Linked DNA regions of Mus musculus: all the other regions are linked to region 1. The links are chromatin contacts, called in public Micro-C and promoter capture Hi-C maps. All regions are on one chromosome and are shown on one strand. Each heading gives the region's core, a stretch centred on a gene start, on an enhancer-like site or on the middle of the called end of the contact. The rest is flanking DNA. Distances are from core to core; before and after follow the strand shown. Region 1 holds the start of A330001L22Rik (a long non-coding RNA gene). Region 2 holds the start of Cacna2d3 (calcium channel, voltage-dependent, alpha2/delta subunit 3). Region 3 holds the start of Fezf2 (Fez family zinc finger 2).

Region 1 (3,800 bases), core at 770-3,269:
GCCGCCGCCGCCGCCGCCGCCGCCGCCGCCGCTGTGCTTACTGCTTCTTAGGGCAGAAAGCGAGGGCGCTGTGCTCATGACCCACCCGCGCGCATGGGAGCAGCGGGGGGAGGGCTCCGAGATGCGCGGGGCGGGCTCGGGGCTGCGCGCTCGCCCGGGGAGCGGGAGCAGCTGGAGGAGGAGCTGGCGCGGCGGACGCGGGAGCCCCGCGCGCTTTCTCGCCGCCGGGAGCCAGAAGCGAATAATCCTGGGTGGCCCGCAGCGGAGCCGTGATGGGGCTAGAAGAGCAGGACAGACTGCGGGAGTGTCCCCGCGGTGCGCGGTGTCTGCCTCGGGCTGCGCCCTGCGCTGCGCTCTCCCGGCCCCGAGCCGGCGCTGCGCTCTGCGATGTGTGTCGCTGCTTGTCCAGCCCGGGCTCTGGCGAGGAAACTCACTTCAAAAGCAGCTGCACCGAGGGGGAGATTAAAGCCTTTGCCGCCTTCCAATCAAATGGGAGCCCGAGGTGATTGGAGGGTCAAGGGGATGTGACGCGTCCCGCGCCGCCGCCACCGCCAGGAATCTCAGAGCTGGTTTTAATGGGCAGCTCCCTCTTCGCCGCCCCTCGGCTTGTCCCCTCCCTCGATTTCGCTACCCGGACGAGATGGACATTTATTCTACGTTTGTCATCTACCGCCTTCCTTCTTTTTTCTCTTCGTCGTTCTTCGTTTTCCCAGCAGGAAAACAAACTGAAACCTTTGGAGGGAGGGAGTGTTAACAGACTTCGGGAGAAGAAACGCAGGCGGTAATGTGGATACCTGCTGAACAGTCAACTCCAGGGATGAGTGGGAGCCTGTATACAAAAAAAATCTTTTCAGAAATTAAGATTTTGCGTGGCGCGGCCACCCGGGTAAGGAAAGTCGATGCTGCAGAAAGTCTGCCCGCCCGCTTGGATTTCCAGAGGTTCAGCAGCAGAGAAACCAGAAGCTAGAAGGGCAACGGAGGCGGTGGCTGCTCGTCCTCGCGACGTGCGCCGGGCTCTCCGCCCTTCCCGGTCACGTGACACCGAAGGACGCTCAGATTGGGGCTTGAGCGGGGGGTCACATGTTTCCCCTGTTTCACACTTCAGCCCCCCCCCCATTCTTGCTTTCGTCTTGCTACTCTCCCCCCCCCCCGCACCCCCTGTTTCTCTGGGCATCTCCACCCCTCCATCAATTGTCAATGTGCCTCGACCGCAATCAATCAGTTATTTGTCAGCTCTTGTCAATCTGCCCGTGATTTATGTCAGCTTTTGTTGCTGATTACAAGGCGGGTGAGACTTGAAGGGAAAAAGAGAGACCTAGAGTGAGACAGAGGAAGGAAGAGACCGAGAAGAAACTGAAGGAGGGGGAAAGAGCAGCAGCCTCCTGGCACCTGTGTGTGTGTTTGTGTGTGTGGAGGGTGTGTAAGAAAAAGAAAGAGGGGAAAGGGGCGTCCACAGTCAGGAAAATGAAATAGTGAGAGTAAAGTGCGCAGGTGCACCCAGGACTCCTAGTCTGGAGCACCGGCCTGGGATGTGCTCACTCCCTCTTGGGGTTGTGGAGACAGACACACCTTCTACCTTTGGGTGCTTCGGTCAATCCGGGTCGCCCAGTTCGGGTCTGCTGAGTACCTAAGAACGACGCTGGAGGCGACGTCTAACGCGGAGGTTTCCCGCCTCTCTGGCATAATCCCTCCCGGGAATGTAACTTGAGGATGTCCAGTTGTCGACCTCGGTAGTGTTCCCACCCCAGACTCGGGAATTTCTTTCCAAAGAGCCATGCCATCAAATATAGCCCGAGTTCTGGAGGTTACTTGTAGAATAAACCTCCTTAATTCTGTGACCCGTGTTCGTAGCGAGAGTTGAATAGCTCAAGAGAAGAGGCCTGACCATGTGCATAGGCAAACAGGTCTCAGGCTCGCTCTCCTCCTCTCCCGGGTCCTTCGCCACTACCCTCCGCTGGCCATCCCGACAGTCCTGGGAGCCGGGACTTAATCGGGCTGCTGGACGGCATGATGTAGACCATCCAGACAGGACTGACCTATGCGGGGAGAGGAGAGGGAAGGAACGCGAGAGGGAGGGGCGGCTGCCTGTGGAAACCGGTTCTTCCAGGGAAGCGGAGCGGGACTTCGGCGTTCCCCTCGATTTGCGCCGTCGCTCGGGCTGTTTGGAAAGAAGAGGGGAGGCGCTGTGCATGCTGACTTGTACCTGGATCTGGGTGCACAGTGCGTATGCACTCCTGTGCCGCTGGGCGACTTCCATAACGTCCGCTCCGGGGTTACTCCCAGAAACTCGTAGAAAGTAGAAGGGGGTGAGAAGAGGACACACCCCCTTGCTCGGAGGGACTTGGGAGACTTTGAATTTCCCCTCCCCCCACTTTTCCGCAGAGCTCTTCTTTTGTTGTCAAGTCCTTTTGATAAATGGTGGGGCTGGGAGAGCTGGGAGCCAGGAGCCGATCTGCGCCCTGCGCAGGGGCGGGGGCCCAGCCTGGAGACCGGGTTCGGACCACCGCGCACCCTGAGCTGAACCGGGCACGCTCAGGGGACTTTTCCTTCTGTTTGCCAGCCTATTTCTTTCCTACCATCCCAGTCCCCCTTCCCTTCTGTTTCTGTCCACGCGGATAACGAGAACTTTCTGGGGTGGGGGTGAGTTATATAATTTTCTCGTAAGTATTCTTTCACAGAGTTTTGATTTTATTCCTTGATTCCTTAGGTTGGCAAAGTTAATGGGATGGTAACTCGATTAATGGTAATTTGGAAAGAAGAGCGGCTGGGGCTGGTGTGTGTGTGTGTGTGTGTGTGTGTGTGTGTGTGTGTGTTAAGAACATTGGCTGTTTGTGATCCTCCTGCGACAATTGAGAAAGGTAAATTTGTGAGACTATGGCAAGATCACAGGCACCTTTGTGAAGGTGCCTGAATGATCTCTGGAGTAAGAAGTCCAGCTTACGTTTTGGCAGAATGGCAACCCCAAACTCTGCCGGGTAAGGTCTCTGAAGCTGCTTGCAGCCTGCGGGGTGTTAGTGCCTGCCGGTGTCTCCCACTGTATGGCTCTAAAGGTGTCACCCTCTGGTCAGCTCCTGTGGTCCTAGCATAGGAAGCTAGGCCTTGGGCCACCTGCCATATTGGCCTCTTTCATAGGCCTGGAGAGTGAGAGTTGACGCTGTGGACAGAACTGAGGAGAGCAGGAGCAAGCGCGGGCCTAGGGTGTCCTCTTCGCTCCGGGGGTTCAGTTTCTAGGCTCAGTTTGTCTCTTTTCCTCCAATTCCAGTAGTTTTCTCATTGCGCTGGGCAGTTCAAGGGAGGCCACCCCAGCTCTTCAAGACTGGTAGAATCGTGGAATGGCTCTCGTCCCACGTAGATTACATGCGCTCACCGGTGTGCGCCGCCGGGCTCCGTGAGCTCCGACTGCCGCGTTAAAACTCAACTCCGAAGGTCGGAGCGCACGGGGGCGCCTGGGGGTCTGCGTTCCCCGGGCTTTGGGGAGGCACCAGCATCTGAGCCTGCGCACCTCTCAAGGGAGGCCAAATCTCTGAAGGCCGAGTAAGCTGTGGAAGTTGGAGGGGGTGTGGGGGGATATATTGTTATTAATTACTTCAGGCTAGGCCTAATGCTTCCAACCCTCAGAGGTGGTTGGCATGGACGTCCTGCGGATTTTATTTGCACACAATGGACATGATTTGTTTTCTAAAAAAAAAAAAAAAAAAAAAAAAAGGGTGTGGGCATGGCAGATATTTGAGGAGGAGGTGGAGGGAAGAAGGCGGAAGGGAAGAGAGCCGAGGAAAAAAGTTTGAAAATGCCTTGAACTA
Region 2 (3,702 bases), core at 163-2,662, 7.7 Mb after region 1:
CAATACACTGAACCCTATGACTCCCGAGCAAGGTGGAGGCTCCGAAAACAGACGCTGCCCGCCGGATTCTGCCCCTTGGAAGAAGTTAGCATCTTTTGGCCAGGGAAGCATCTGCTCTCGCACTGAGACAGCAATACCAACAACTGCGAGAAGAGCCATGCAAACACACTGTTTCCGAGCCCCAGCCAGGACAGTGCGAGTGAGTATCCTGCTTTTCTTTGTGTTTGGAATCAAGTGTCATCTAAAAATAACCGGTTGGTAGGGAGAAGTCACTGCACAGTACAATGCCAAGAACGGGAGATCAGAGACTACTCTGATAACTGATGCAGCTCTGGGCTCACGTTTGTTTGGAAAAACTAAATCTGCCTCCATTTTCTGTGCTAGAAAAATCATCGCTGTCTGTCACCACAGAAACCTTACCTTTTGCAGAAGCTGGGAGCCCGAGTACTTGGCAGCGATGGATTTTATCTCCCCACCAAAAGCGGAGGCCCACAGCTTCACTCTATGGGGAGAAAAGAGCAGAGGGAAGAAATGTAATACCAGTGTCACCGTCACACACGCGCACACACCGGGCTGTGGCTGAAAGAGCAGGGCGATAGAACATTAAAGGAAAAAGGAAAGAAAGATTAAAAAAAAAAAAAAAAAAAAAAACTCTCTCTTACAAACTACCCGCACCAAGATGTAGAGCGCAGCGCGGGATGGGGTCCGGGGTCACCGGAGTTCAGAAGGTGTAAAGCCTGGCTCTCTAAGAAGACCACGGGCTTTCATAGAAACAATTGCCTGGTTACTTAAACACCTAAAATGAGCATCACCTGGCAAATACTACTCTGAAGAAATCCACCCATCCCCACCCCCACCCCACTTCCCGGAAAAGTAGGATGGCAAGGTAGCAGAAAAGGGGACCATTAAACAGCCCGTGGAAGTTGCAGTCTGTAAACAGGCTCTAAACTTGGCGCTGTCACTTGAGGTGAACCTCTCCAGGTCTTACTCCCCAGCCCCAGGGAAAGGGCGAGAAGGTTCCACCCTAGTCTCCCGCCACTGGGTGCTGATGCTGAGAGGCAGGTGCAAGAGGCGAGGCCCGCACCCGCCGTGGGTCCTGCCCAGCCGCACCTGCAGGCGCCCAAACTTGGGCGCCCCGGGTCTCTCTCGGGCGCTAGCCGCCCCTCCCGGGGAGTCCCAACACCAGGCACTTACACGGAGAGCGGGATCTGCTGCTCGGAGCGCACCACGTCCCCCAGAGCGGCGTAGAGAAGCGCGGTGGCTAGGAGCGCCGAGGCCCCCCGGGACGCGCAGCACAGCGAGCCCGGCCCGGCCATCCTGGCGGCGGCGGCGGCGGCGGCGACTGGAGCGGCCGCGGAGAGCTGCGCCGGGCGGGCGGTGGGCGAGCGCGCTGGGCTGCCTGCTCCGCCGCGCGCCGCCCCTCCTGCCTCTCGCGCGCCCGGCTCACTTGGGGAGCAGGGGGGGGGGGGAAGCAGCGGGGTACGGGGGGAGGGGAGGGGAGGGCGGAGAGGAGGCGGGAGGGAGCACTGGGGAGTAGGCAGGCGCGGGAGGAGGGAGCGAGACGCGCCTCTTGCCGCGGCAGCTGCCCAGCCCCGCCTCGGCGGCCCCGGGGAGTCCGGCGAGCCGCGGCGGGAGGGCGGGAGGCGCCTCGCGGGCGGAGACTCGCAAACTCAAGTGTCCTTGGCCGCCACGGCTCGTGCCTCGCCCGGTCCGGCCCACTGCGGCCGCTGAGTTCTTTACAACTCCGCAGTCCGCCGCCACGGGCGCGACTCTCGGGTGGCCCCGGGCGGTCCCCAGGCCCTGGCGACCGGAGCGGAATGGGGGTGGGCGGCTCGGGAGCGAGGCCGAGGACCCCGATGCTCCACACTTTGCCAGTAGTTGATCTGGTCAGGAGCCCCGGGGACTGGTCAGGGGCGTTGTGGTGGGGGGCTGCGGAGCCTAGAGGTGGTGCGACCCCCTCCCGATTCCCCTCACGGTTCCTTGGGAAGAGGCAGAAGTCTGGAAGAAGCCAGCGGGCGGCGGCAGCGGCAGTGGACCGGCTCGTATAGCGGCAGAACGGGCTGGGGATGGGACAAGGGGGTCGGGTTCTAGGGAGTGCACCGCGGCGTGGCCGCCCATCGCTGCTCCACCGCCGCGGCGACTGGAGGAAAGCGCGGAGGGTGGCGCTGCAGTCGCGGCGCGGGCACCCGGCGGCCGCACAGCTACCGCTGGCGTTCCGGACCACGGGCCGGGGTGCTTTCAAGCCTACTGAAGCTCGGGGTCCGGGGTCCGCACTGCTACACGGTGCACCCAGGGACCAGGATGCCCGGGCGGGAAAGGAAGCAAACGCAGCGGAAAGTCCAACCTGACCGGCAGACACCCTTAATTCTGCGGGGGGAGGAGGGGGGTTCAGATTGCTCCGAGCACGGAGGTTCCGCACACCAGCCCCCGCCCGGGAAGAGGCAGCTGAGCGCGGGCGAGGCTTCTGAATACCCACAGGGAAAGCCCCAGGATGTCTCTTTTGCCGCGGCCCCACCCTTAGAAAAACCTTGTCCCCCATCCTCGTTCAAGCTCTAGGGTGTGACTAGGAACTTTGTGGAGCCCTCGCGCGGGCTGACGGTAAAGACCCGAGTGAGGCTGAGTCATCCTCGCCTGGCGGAGCAAACTCGGGCGACCTGGGGCAGCCGTGCGCTCCTGACCTCGCCTAGTCTCCGAACGCGCCCCCGCCGCCTCGGTTCTCCTTATGTGCATGTATTTCCGCCTCTGGGATTTACAGGGGTTCTCCCCCCCCCCCACACCCACACCCTACCTAGTTCTTTGCACTCAATTGCAGAGAACTGAGTAAGGGTAGGGGTAGTATCCGGCTAGGATCCAGCATGGCTCTCCCTCACAGCAGTCTCCGGAAAAGTTATCTTGGTGGTGAACGGTTTGGATTACTGAGTCGAATGTGAGGGGCTCGTTGCCAGGCTTTTTTCTGAGTACTGGTAGACCCCAGCCTCCGTGGGCTTAAGGCCAGTCACACACCTACCTAGGGAAGCAGCACCAGGAACCCGGCCCACCAGTGCCAAGTGCACCCCACCCACGGGCAGTGTCTCCATGGATGACTAACTAGTTATAATGAATTCTCTGCTTCTGAACACACCTCCAGCCTATGAACGCATGCCAGCCCTTTCCAAACTGAACCAAGCACAGCCTGACCCCGGGGCTAGTGGTCCATATGGCTTTGACACTCAAACTGGAGGCTGGGAGGAAATTTAATTTTCTTGCCAGAATGCAAGAGTTTTCTAAATGGATGTTTGAATGAATGAATGAATGAATGAATGAATGAGTACATACTAGCCCCGATTCATAAGGTTTCATTGTCCCCTCTATGGTGGTGTATGGTAACAGCCCTTCTCCTGCATCCATCCGTCCAGTCAGTAATAGCCAAGCATCTTGGTCAAAAGGGACACAGAAGGGCATGCGGTGGGTGCTGGAGGTAAATCAACCAGGCAAGCTGCCCTTCTGGGATGTGTAGATCAGGAAGGGACAGGCTTTTCTCCAAAAGCAATAATGAGAAATATATAATTATGCACTCTGACAGAGTATCAACAATAGTGTGTATGATGAAAGAAATACATGTTCCGCCCTGATTAGTCGTGTGCCTTTAACTGATGAGAGATTGACACAGCAAAAGGATAAGAAGCAGCCAATGTGAGGGCACCAAGGTCGTGACCATGGTTG
Region 3 (3,702 bases), core at 229-2,728, 9.6 Mb before region 1:
TGTCAGTAGAGCCCCCCGGTAGTTTGCTGTGGCTCTTGACTCCCCCTCGTTCAGCTGTCAAGGCCGAGTTCTCCTTCAGCACCTGCTCCAGTGGCGCATGCAAGCGCTCCTTATGGGGATAGGAAGCTGGGTGGGGGAACTTGTCCGCAGCCAGGCTGGCCAGTTTGGCGTTCTCCAGCAGAAAAAGCTTGGGGTGAGCAGCCAGGGAAGTGGGGGCCTGTGCGTTGAGGAGGCCGGATGGGAAAAGGTGGCCTCCGAGGAGCTCCGAAGGTGGGTAAGCGGTGGAGTCCAGGTAGTTGAAGTAGTAGAGAGAGCCGCTGGCAGGCAGCCCCACAGCCTGGTTGATGACCTGCGGTTTGATGACCCTGCCGGCGGGCAGCGCAGAAGGCGCGAGGCCCAGTTCGGCCTTGCAGCACACGCCACAGTTGGTTTTGCACAAGCCGCTGGCGCCGCACACTGGGGCCCCCCCGCCGCTGCCTCCTCCTCCACCGCCGCCCGCCCGGAGGCTGCTCTTCCAGAACTCCGAGTAACTGAGCAGCGTCTTGGACGGCACCTCGTAGCCTAGAGGCTGGAGAGGGATCATACAGGGCAGCGGCGAGCAGAGGTTGAGCAGTTTCTTGCTCTGGCTGCTGTCTGCCTCTAACGCAGCAGGCCGGGGCTCGAAAGGCGCTCGGGGCTCGGACGTCTTGGCCATGATGCGCTCGATAGAGAAAGCTAGTGTTTTAGAAGTGGCCGGTGACGCTCCAGCGCGCGGGCAGGCCGGGGGCACCATGGTCTCCAGGGAAGCTGAGCTGGCCATGGCGCGCCAAGCTGGGCCAGGCTGGGCCAGGGCACAGCCTCTCTCCTCTAAGTCTGCATTCCGGAAAAGGCAGGGGGGAAACCGCAATTTAATAAGCACCTAGTCGGCCCGGTCACCCATTTGCATTCAAATGAACAGAAGCAGAACAAAGTGCACCCAAGGGTACCAAATTACCGCCCATTAACCCGGCGCGCAAAGGAACCCACCAGCTATTGCCCTGGGACTATGAAAGGGGGAAGAAGGGGGAGGCTGTACAAAGGAAAGGAGAAGGGGTAGAAGAAAGGAGTCTCAAATTAACACTCCCAGCCCTTCCCTGGACCCAGGCCTTCGCCACGCGTGCTGGGAACTGGGCACTGAAAGAGCAAAGTTAAAGAGGGCCGGAAGAACCACCTCGCTTTTACCTCTTTCCCCCACCGCCAAGGAGATGCGTTCCGAGCCATGCAGCGTGTCTCTTCTGTCACATTTTGATGGCAAACATCTTCCCCTCCGCGTGAGATCACTGTCTTTTACATTCAGCTGACATCACATGAAGTCACTTGAAGTGGAATGACATGGGCGGCGGCGCGACTCCCGTTGAGGACCCTGCGTTCCCCCGCGCCTGCCGGCCGCCGCCACCGCCCCTCAAACTTTAAAGGAGGCAACTAGCGCCCGCGCTCCCTTCGGGAAAGTGCGAGCGGTTTGCGAATCGGGAAGGAGGGAAGAGAGGGAGGGGGGAGGGGGAAGAATCGTGATGGTTTTGCCGGTGGAAGGAGGTGGGGGCCGCCCAAACCCAAACCTAGGCAGAGTTCCTTGGGTGATTCACAACTTTGGGGGGCCTACAGTTTTAGGGTACGCGGGGAAGGCGGGGTGTCCCCGACGCGCTACCTCAAAGGGCCCCTGGTGTCCGTCTAATCACCAAAGTATCCCTTAGCCCTGCGCAGCCGAACTGGGCACCGTGCTAATAAACTGCCATTTACCTACGGAGCCAGCGCCAGCCCCGAACACGCGCAAATGATAATTACCTCATTAGGATGTGGCGCATGGACGCGGGCGTCGCGTTTGGAGGGGGGAACTTGTTAATGGGGAAATATTAATTTATGCAAAAGCAACGAGCTCGCCTTGGCTGGCGTCGGAGGTCGAGAGAGAGCTCCCCGCCGCCTAAGGACGACCTCGAAGAGTCCGGGAGGGCAGGCGGCGTGCCGGGGTCCTGGGGACCTGGGGAAGGGTGGGTGCGCCTGCAGCTCTCTGGCCCACTTTTTCAGTAGGGCTGGGGGATTCTTGCCCTGAGAGGCCTAGGGCTCTTTGAGAAGCTAATCGATCCGAATTGCTGATTTGTGATCGGGTTTGAGAGGCAAAGGCAGGCTCTGCGCCTGGTTTAGGGCTGCGTGCGGGGAGGATTCGGAGGGCAGCTCTCCCGCTGTTGGGTACTTACTGTTTGTATAATTGAGAAGGTCCAATCTCCACCTGTTTAAGGAGCAGATTGAAACAGCAGAACCTCCCCTGGATCCTATTAAAACGTTTTTCCTCCTAAGGCCATTCAGTCGAACCAATTTTCCGAAGTGATTCATAGAGCTGAATTCTGCCAAGGCAGCTCTTTCACTTTTAGCCACTAAAGCACCGCGTGGAACCGGGTTTTGTGTTTTTCTAAAATAAAAAGAAGGATTATCAGAGGGGAGAAGGAGGGGGTCTGAAGGGGGGCGGGCAAAGACTTAGTGTGGCCAGAGGTACAAGCAGAGGGAAGAAAAGGCTCTTTTCTAGACAGGCCCCAAGTAAGTTCGGAGGAATTCAGCGTTTTTGTGCCGGGCGCACAAAAGCAGAGCGCTCGGCGCTGGGTTTGGAGGGGCTGAATTCATGTTTGCAGACCATTCCACCTGCGTATCACAACAAACTGCTCAAAGAAGCTCCAGCACTTTCAACAGGCCGGGTGCTCTTGGTGACAACAAAAGTGGTCGAGGCTGAGGGTTCTTATGGGGGGGGGGGGGCTAGCTAGAGAAGGAGAGAATTAGGTTTAGGGAAAAGAGGGGCTGTGCATGGGGTTTTTGAAAACTTTTGGCTGTTTTTGTTCGTCGGACAATTATATCTTGCCAGCCGGCTTTTGCAAGACCAAGAGCTTTGTAGCCGCAAAGGCAGTTTAAGAGGATTACGGTGGGTATAATATGAGCAAACAGGGTTGAGGGTTTGATAGTCAATTCCTTCTCCAGAGATATAGCATCAGCGGAGCCGGGGAAAGTGCCGGTGAAGGCAAACCCTCTTCTCCGTTTGCAGCTGAGTGTCCATCTGATCCCCGGCCCACTACTACCCATCCCAGGGAAAACTGTCCATCCAACGCCAGACGGACGAGCAAAGCTCTAGTTTGGACTGCAGCCGAACAACATCCTATCCTCGGCAAAACTCTTTCCTTCCATCCACCTATCTAGCTGTGTCTCCTCCGATGGCCATTTCAGATCAGGTGTGGATGGAGCAGGTAGAGAAAAGAAAAGTATAGCTGGGGAACGGGTGGGGGTGGGGGCCAACAGACAGAGATCTCCAAGGAGAAGTGACAGTGGAAATGGTCTATGATAGACTAATAATCTCATCCTGCCAAACTCTGAAACTGTCCTCAAATTCAGCAATTATGAGTCTGTCTCCTTAATATCCACCACCACACACACAAAGCTGAAACTTCCAGGTATCAAAGCTAGAGTCCTGCCCAACTGGAGAAGAATATTTTCACACCGCCCATTCAATTTAAGACATTCCCACGGGGGATGTAAGTCCACACCCAATGTCCCCCATCTCTATGTAAATGACAAACTTATAGATGACCCTTCTCTCCCACCAAATCTGAAGCAAACCACTCACCCAGCACTGACTGAGATAATATCAGTTCACCTGCATCCTCAAAACCTGAATTTCTATCCCGACTTTCCTGTGGAATCCTGCTT

Evidence for each region. Promoter capture Hi-C pulls out the DNA fragments that hold promoters and counts their contacts. A called contact is a pair of places that touch in the nucleus more often than the background predicts.
Region 2: a contact with region 1 is called in a Micro-C map of embryonic stem cells, with 7 times the contacts expected there. The contact joins the promoter of Cacna2d3 here to the promoter of A330001L22Rik in region 1. A contact is called at or near these places in 1 of 39 promoter capture datasets (embryonic stem cells) and 4 of 484 Hi-C or Micro-C datasets (all in embryonic stem cells).
Region 3: a promoter capture Hi-C map of embryonic stem cells shows a contact between it and region 1, with 5 read pairs. The contact joins the promoter of Fezf2 here to the promoter of A330001L22Rik in region 1. A contact is called at or near these places in 2 of 39 promoter capture datasets (both in embryonic stem cells), 6 of 484 Hi-C or Micro-C datasets (all in embryonic stem cells) and 1 of 115 datasets of contacts at active chromatin or transcription factors (embryonic stem cells).

What each region holds. Positions count from the first base shown.
Region 1 is chr14:21,987,456-21,991,255 of GRCm38.p6, forward strand. It overlaps A330001L22Rik (a long non-coding RNA gene), which reads left to right and starts at 2,020. Exons shown (of 2, transcript XR_001781181.2): 1 at 2,020-3,800. Zfp503 (zinc finger protein 503) reads right to left here and starts at 2,146. Exons shown (of 3, transcript NM_145459.3): 1 at 1,570-2,146; 2 at 1-829. The coding sequence starts at 78.
Region 2 is chr14:29,720,452-29,724,153 of GRCm38.p6, forward strand. It overlaps Cacna2d3 (calcium channel, voltage-dependent, alpha2/delta subunit 3), which reads right to left and starts at 1,413. Exons shown (of 38, transcript NM_009785.1): 1 at 1,195-1,413; 2 at 421-502. The coding sequence starts at 1,316.
Region 3 is chr14:12,344,387-12,348,088 of GRCm38.p6, forward strand. It overlaps Fezf2 (Fez family zinc finger 2), which reads right to left and starts at 1,479. Exons shown (of 5, transcript NM_080433.3): 1 at 1,201-1,479; 2 at 1-852. The coding sequence starts at 799.